Regions from separate parts of the Macaca mulatta genome. Here region 1 is linked to region 2. A link is a contact called in public Hi-C data. All regions are on one chromosome and are shown on one strand. Each heading gives the region's core, a stretch centred on a gene start, on an enhancer-like site or on the middle of the called end of the contact. The rest is flanking DNA. Distances are from core to core; before and after follow the strand shown.

Region 1 (3,890 bases), core at 1,235-3,734, 92 kb after region 2:
AGAGTGATATAGTTGAGGTTGGACAATCTTCATTGTACAGACTAGGGGTCAGTGATGGGCAGAGTTACCCAGCCACTCAGTCAAACAGCAGCACAGAGGGATGGGAATCCCAGGCTTCTCTTTCCCAGCCCAGAGCCTTCAACACTACCAAGTTCTTTACCTGTCGTTAGTTCCCAGGTAAACTTCACACAAGCTTTGACCTACTAGTCACACATTCCAAATTAATGGAGAGAGCTGCCTTTTGGAATAAGACAGCTATAAACAAACAAGGTTACAAATGAGGTTTTTAGGAAATTCAAGTTATCTTTCCTTTCCAGCAATGTCTACAGGTGAGGGGAAGGGCTCTATGTCTAATAGGAACACAGGAATCACCTAGTAAACCGCTCTAGATGGCTCCTACTGCCCTTAAAACAGACAGGAAACAGCAGTGCCAGTGCTGCCACCACTCCCAACCCCATCACCCTTCCCGCTGTCCCTTCCCCTGCCATTACCTGCACAAAGTGTTGCATTTGAGGGCTCCAGTACCAAAATTGTTTCCCACATAGGAAAGTCTATCTGTTTCAGCTGCCTAAAATGCAGAGAGGAGAAACTCCATTTACAACCAATGTTGAAAGGTATTAAGTATCATCTCTCTTTTCTACATTTGCTGAGGCTTTTGAATCCAGACTCACAATGGATTAGAACTAGTTCATCTCTGGCAGATGATCCAGCTCCACTCTCTCTAAGGGAATATGGGGTGTCCCTGCGGGGGAAGCAAGACAGCTTTTGGAAGAGAAGCCTCAGATGGTGCTAGCTTCTAAATGGTATGAAAAGCTCTTGGGGGAATTCTATCACAAGACTTGAGAGAGAGGCCCTGGGCTTCTAGCACTTATAGGCATGCAACAAAGTGATTCTGTAAGCAATCTCTCTTTGGCCCATCTCTCCCATGACTGTTCTTTGTATACTCTCAGGACCATGGCTGATTGACTCCCCAATCATAAGCAAGCTTTCCTGCTTCTCTGCATTTGTCCTCGCTATCCTTTTCACTTAGAACACCAAACCTTGACTGCCAAACCCTCGTTCCAGCCTTCAAGGCTCAGCTCCAACATGACCTCCCTAAGGAAGGCATTCTGGCAGAGACCTCTCCTCCCACTGAGCTCACTCTGCCCTGTAATCTTCCGCACGTGGCCTCAGAGCTTTGTGTAAAAGTGTCCCTCACAGCCAGTTCTCATCTCTCTAGAGCAGAGGTTCTCAATCCAGGGAAATCCACTCTGGTGCTACTGGCATCCAGTGAGTAGAGACTAGGGATGCTGCCCCCACAGCAAAGAATTATTGGCCCCAAAAGTCAATAGTCCTGAGGTTAAGAAACCCTGTTCTAGAGTATGAACTCCGAGTGGGGCTAGGCCTGATTTGGCTGTTTTCCTAGAAGCTTGCAGCACAGGGATACAGAGGAGGTTCCATAAATGCTTGTTGAAAGAATAAATGAATGAAAGATGGAGCCTGTCCCCACATCCCAAGTTGCTGGGCATCAGAGTTCTTCAAAGGTCCATTTGCTACTACTCTCCTGTTTCTCCCCTCACTCCCTCCCACACCACCCACTCCCAGGCGCCTTCTGAGCCCTGCAGAGTGGAGACAGCTGGCAACTGCTTCACTTACCAGGATCCGTTGATTCCTCTTCCTGGGGTTGGTGGAATCTTTGTTCTCATACAAGGTAAAGCGCATGTTGCCCGGACTCTGTAGCTTCCCGTTGGAGAACTGGACTGTAAGAGTGCAGCCCAAGAATCAGGTGAGAGCAGAAGGCCACACAATGTACGGTGGGACTAGACTGTCACTGGGAGGGAGTGAGTGTCAGAATGGGGATGGCAAGGAAGCTCGGGTCCTGACCCAAAGGGAACTAGAGGAGATCCGGGGCCAGCTGAGAAGAGGGGTTAGGGAGGTGGGAGAACCCTGGGGAGGGGCTGTGACAGGGGGGAATGTCTCGCGGAAGGAGGCTGACAGCAGACGCCTGGTCCACACCTAAAGTGACAGAAGGAACCCCTGCCCAGTGAAGAGAGGGAAACGGGGGAGGTGGGAGACCTGGTGGGTGAGGGGACAGCAGGGTCCTGGACACAGCCCTGGGGAGCGGGTGAGTGGGATGTCCCAATCCGGCTGGGCGGTAGTGACAGAAAGACGGACAGGGCAGCCCCGACCGAGCCCAGGAGAGTGGTGGAGACTACAGGCGTCCTGGCCCCGCTGGGGAGAAGCCTAACGGAGTGCGAGGGGACAGCTGAGATACCGAGACGGAAGGGGGGAGGGTTAGAGGAGCACTGCTCCAGCTCTGCAGTCTTTACCCAGTACAGCTCTCTGGCTCCCGTCGGGCGCCCCACAATACTGCCACCTCGCACTCGGCAACACCTCCGCCGCCATCTCGCCTGTCTGTCCGCCAAGTACAGCAGTTAAGACAGCAGTAGCCACAAACCCTCTTTTAAACACGCGGGAGCCTAGGCCGCGCGGCAGGCCGGAAAAGGCGTGGCCCCAGCCGGGCACCGCCCACAGTGCGCGAGCCGCGTGTCCCCGCCCCCCGCGCGGAGAGGCGCGGTCTCCGCCCACAAGGTGCCACATATTCGCGCGACTGGCCGAGGCGCAGCACGTGATTAGCTCAGCGCTCGCTTGCACTCTGGGTGTTGTAGGTCCAGAGCTTGAGGCGTCCTACGGCTTCAGCCTAAGCTTGCTGTGAGCCTTCTTCCGGCTCAGCACAGTCTAGAGAGAGTGTCGTCTCTCTCCTACCGTGACAAACACGTCTTCCCAAGACCTGAAAGACCAAGTTCAAATTTAGAATTCTCTAACAGGAACTCCTTGAGCCCCAACTAAATGTGGCCGCTGGCAAAAAGCCGCCCCTCTCTAGGACCTCCCACCCACCCACGTGGACATCCAGTTCTAGGTACAAGCTTTGTCCACAGTCCGACAAACAGCGCCCCGCAATGCGCTGTGGCGTGCACACATGTGGCCCGATCAACCCTGAGGTGATGGAACAGAAGCCCAACCAACCCCAGAGCCTTTGGGCAGGAGATTCTGGACTGAAATAGAAGAGGGAGTCCGAGCTGATAGACATGTCCCTTTTTCACTGCGGATTCAACCATTCTTCTGCACGGGGAGTTTTCAGAGCAGAAAAAAGACAAAAGCAGGACCTTTAAGCATGGACCCTGGCCGAGGCCCCCTTTGCCCAAAGATGCGTGCTATTGAAGGGCAAGAACTCAGGCTGACTCCCCTCTGTCTTCCAAATCACCTTCTTTCAGAACTCTTTTCCTTCCACACATCCTCACACCCACCTCCAACACCCAGAATCCTAGGAATAATCTTAAAGCCTGCAACTTGTCACTCTTTTCTAATTACCCAGTCTCAAACTTAAAGAAACACTGCAAGAACTTTTTTTGCCCTGAACCATTTAGAGTAAGCTGTCAACCTGATACCCTTTCACCCCTGAAGACTATAGTATTTCCTACAGACAAGGACGTTCCCTAAATAACAACACAGCCATCAGCAAATTGCCAGGCGCAGAGGCAGAGGCAGTTCTATCCCTTGATTCTAGGAATTTGAGACCAGGCTGGGCAACATAACAAGACCCTGTCTCTACAAAAAAATAATCATTAGTCACGTGTGGTGGCACACGCCTGTCGTCCCAGCTACTCAGGAGGCTGAGGTGGGAGGATTGCTTGAGCTTAGGAGGCAAAGGCTGCAGTGAGCTGTGATGGTGCCATTGCACTGTAGCCTGGGCGACCAAAAAAAAAAAAAAAAAAATTTAAACAGAAAAGAATCAGGAAATTAACACTGGTACATTACTACCATGTAATCCTCACATCCCATTTAAGTTTACCATTGTCCCAGCGTTTGTTGTTTGTTTGTTTTTTGAGATAGGGTCTCAGTCTGTCACC
Region 2 (3,979 bases), core at 40-2,539:
TCCATGGGCCCAGTAAGTAGGTTAAGCTACCAATCTCTGCTTCCACTCTTAACTCCTGTCTTCACATAGTAGCTGACATACTGTTTTAAAAGGTATCAAATCCTCCACCCCTTCAGTGGCTTCCTGTTACATACAATTTTAAAATCCTTATCATGGCCTACTAAGTGCTGCATGATCTGGCCCCTGCCTACCTTTCTGATCTCACTTCTCCCCGTTAAAAAGCTTCAGAGAAGCTAGACGTTTTCCATTTCCACAAAGAGCAATCTTTTCTCCTTCAGCCCAATCCACTTGGCCCAAGAGCTTTCACAGGGCTTACCCTGCCCCGCTTCCATTTGGCTCTTTATCTTACTCTGAGAGGTCTTCCTTGACTACCCTTCCTTGGTCCCTAATTTATTTAGTTTTATTTTTGAAACAAGAGGCTCACCCTGTCACCCAGGCTGGAGTGCAGTGGCATGATCATGGCTCACTGTTAACCTCGAACTCCTGGGCTCGAGCGATCTTTCCTCCAGCCTTGGCCTCCAAAAGCGCTGGGATTACAGGCATGAACCACCACACCTGGCCCCTATTTATAAATTACAGTTCCTTCCGTACATTTTCTACAATTTTAAAGACATATTGGTTTAAATGACGCTTGATTACTGTCTACTTTCTCCACTACAGAATTAACTTAAGGAGAATAGGAACCATACCTGCTTTGTTCAGTTTTGTGCTCGTAATAGTAACGGCACCAGCAGCAACAAACATACAGCATTTACTTTGTGGCAGGCATTATGCTAAGCGCCATACATACAACTAATTTAATATGTACTCCTAGTATATTGTCTGGACGTAGCCAATGGTCAGGTTGTTCAATGAATGAACCCAGCCCCTACATGCTCACCTACAGGGAGCCTAGCACCCCTGGAAACTGCTCCTTATACTGTTAGATAACTGGTGCTCGCAGGAATCTTATTTACACCGTATTGGCCTTAGCATGTCTCCCTGCAGTTTCCACCCACTGGTTCTATTTCTGCCCCTTCTGGGGCCACGCAACACGAGCCTGAATCGTCCTTCCGCAAGCTCGCCTTTGCAGTACCCGAAGACCCACGCGCCCCCTCCTGGTCTCCATTCCTCCCACCTCCCGGTGCCCCTCCGGCAGATACAGCTTTTCTGCGCGGTGGTCGGGAAGCCCAGCCCCGGCTAGCCAGCTGCTCCCGGCATCCTTCGCCGCCTTGCGCGTCACGTGACGGCCGCGGCCCCACACGATCCCCAGGCAGCTGTCCGCCCCCGGGCGGGGCTGGCCGCACGCCGCAGTCCTACCGGCTGCTGCGGCTCCGGGGCGGGTGGCGGGTGGCTTCCAGGGCACGGGCGGCCGCGGCCCGGACTCCGTGGTGGGCGAGCGCCCTGCGAGGTAAGCGGCCGGTGCGCAGAGGCTGCGGGCGAACTTGGGCGTCGGGGGAGGGGACCCGGGGCGCTTCCCCAGGCGACCGACCCAGGAAACGCCGTTCGGTCCTGGCCGAGACTGAGCGTCTGGTCGGGCTTCGGGCATCAGGGGTCTGGCAGAAACGTGAGGGGTGCCCTCAGGCCGCCCGCGGCTCCGCGCTCTCCCGGCACCCGGAGGCTCAGGCACCCAGACGGAGAGCTGTGCCTTGGTTTCCCCTCCCGTAAAACTACCGGACGCCGAGGATGTATCTCAGCGGTGCCTCCAGCCCTGAGATTTTTCGAGTGTGTAAGTGAAGTCGAAGAAGAAACTGACTCTTGGGATGGGGAAGACCCTTCACCTAGGAACGCAGGGGCAAATATGGGTCTGGGCATCCACTGTGTGTTTTATGCAAATCGCAAGCCTCTCAGAGACGGTTTCTTCATTTTTAAACAAAAGTGATAACGCCTGTCCTGCCTCGCTCTTAGGACTGCAGTGAAGAACAGAGGGGAAAGTCATTTGAGGAGCCAGAACTCGAGTCAGCTGTGGGTTCAGATCCCAGTTCTGCCACTTATTGGCTTTGTGACCTTGAGCCAGATTGATTCCTCATCTGTTAAAAGGAGGTAATAAGCTCATAGGTTGCTGGGAGGATTAATTGTAAAGGGTTTAGCACACAGTGTCTAGCACAAAAGCCTCAGTAGATAATGCTGTTAATATAAGCATTATTAGTAAGCTAGAGATTGCCCCACGTAAGGGTTTTTTTGGTTTTTGTTTTGTTTTGTTTTAGGCAGAATAATCACTTTTGTTTCTATATTTTTAGTCCTGAAAACTGCCGTTTTGGTTTTAAGACCTCTTCCCTTTTTCTCATTCTGGGCCCCCTTTGCCTTCTCTTTTACAATTGGCATATGAACCTGTTGTTCCTACTATATGAGTCAGGCTGGATGGGAACGTCAATTTACTTGAGCAGATGGGTATCAGATTCCCTCTGAGGGGAGAGAAAAGTGCCAGGCATGTGTTGCCACCAAAAAAAACCAGAGTACAGTGATTGACTGTCAGAGCTGGAGGATGCCTGGGAAACCATCTAATCCAGCTGTCTCCTTTGCAAATGGAGAGACTGGACCCAGAAGGACGACAGGACTTTGATTTTGCTCAGGACCCAACAGAGTGTTGGCAATGGGTAGTGGAGAGGACGGACCTTTTACCAGGCGCTGTGCTTTCCCTCAGTTCTAATCTCATTCTGCGTTTATTCAGCAGCTATATGGAACCCCTACTGTGTCTTGTACACCTACTAGGATCTGGACATAGAGCAGTGAACAAGACACACATGGTCCCTGTCCTCACGGGGCTTTTTCTAGAGCTAGCTGTGTTAGTTTGAGGTTATATAATGTTTTTTATATATATATATCCATCTCCCTGCCCGTTCTCATTACATTTTAAAATAACAATAAGCTGCAGCTCGCAGTGAGCTTACCTCATAGCAGCTGGCCTCCAGGGATAGGAGCACACAGAGACCTGAATTATTTCAGGATCCCTCACACCAGTTCCAGAGCCCTTGTTGGAGCCTGGTGAGATTTGAGAGACTGGAGAAAAAGCTGCTCTGTCAGGGCTTTTAAGAAAGGATTTCCTTCTGCCCTGGAGCACTTGGATTTCTTTGTATTTCTGGTTTCAGGCCTCTTATTGTTTTTAGATTTCTGAAAAGAGCCGACTTCACCGTAGTGCCTTCATTTTGGTTGCCGTGGTTATCAGGGGAATTGTATTTTTGTGATCGCACAAGTAGCTGTTAAGCAATAAATGGTCAAGCAGTCACCAGTTCACCATGAGTTTCCGTTCTCTGGTTTGTTTCAGTTGCAGTGCAGTTACACTATTCCTTCCTTCCCTCCCTCCTTTTTTCCTTCAATAAACTTGCATTGGTGGCCGTGCCAAGCGGAGTGGGAGTGAGTAGAAATAGATAAAAACATACGTAGACTTTGGCCTTAGGGACCTCAGATTCTTTGGCAGGGATAAAACTGAGGGCAGATTAGTGGGGGCTCTAATGATGTAGATAGGGAGTCAGCAAGAGCTCTCAGAGATGGGAGGGATGGTGTCCTGGGCAACCAAGAAGACATCACTTGCTTTTCACAGGATGATGTGAAATAAACAAATTCCTTTTACCTGCTTCAGTCAGGAAATAGATGGAACAAGCTTTGTTCTTTCAGTTTGCCTTAATGAATGAACCTATTCTTGAGTTACCTGTCCTGGCTTTTGTTTGAAATGTCTGCTAGTTTCTCTCATTACCCTCTTTCTGTTAGTTTAGCGATTATTAGTTTCCCAGTCGTCTAAAATGTTTGATATTGTATACGTAAAGGAATGTATACAAAGAGACATTTGATTAAGATTTTTGTCTATTTCAGTTTAGATGTTTAACATATATGTCTCATTTCACAAGTTGGGTTTAAATTCACTCATATATTTCCTTATTTTTTCTAAGTAGACTCCCAAGTCCTCTGTAATGCCCTTATTAGTGAGAATTCCAGTGTCTCCTTCTCCAAGCTCTCTGGGGCTTATACATTCCAAAGAGGTCAGTCTTACTGTCACTCTCCA

The links. Hi-C and Micro-C count contacts between places; a contact is called where the count stands out from the background.
Region 1: a Hi-C map of liver shows a contact between it and region 2, with 2.9 times the contacts expected there. The contact joins the promoter of POLR1E here to the promoter of FBXO10 in region 2. A contact is called at or near these places in 3 of 14 Hi-C or Micro-C datasets (cortical neurons, fibroblasts and liver).

What each region holds. Positions count from the first base shown.
Region 1 is chr15:62,123,185-62,127,074 of T2T-MMU8v2.0, forward strand. It overlaps POLR1E (RNA polymerase I subunit E), which reads right to left and starts at 2,485. Exons shown (of 12, transcript XM_015117423.3): 1 at 2,310-2,485; 2 at 1,636-1,739; 3 at 492-568. The coding sequence starts at 2,385.
Region 2 is chr15:62,031,905-62,035,883 of T2T-MMU8v2.0, forward strand. It overlaps FBXO10 (F-box protein 10), which reads left to right and starts at 1,290. Exons shown (of 12, transcript XM_077965682.1): 1 at 1,290-1,390; 2 at 1,888-2,022.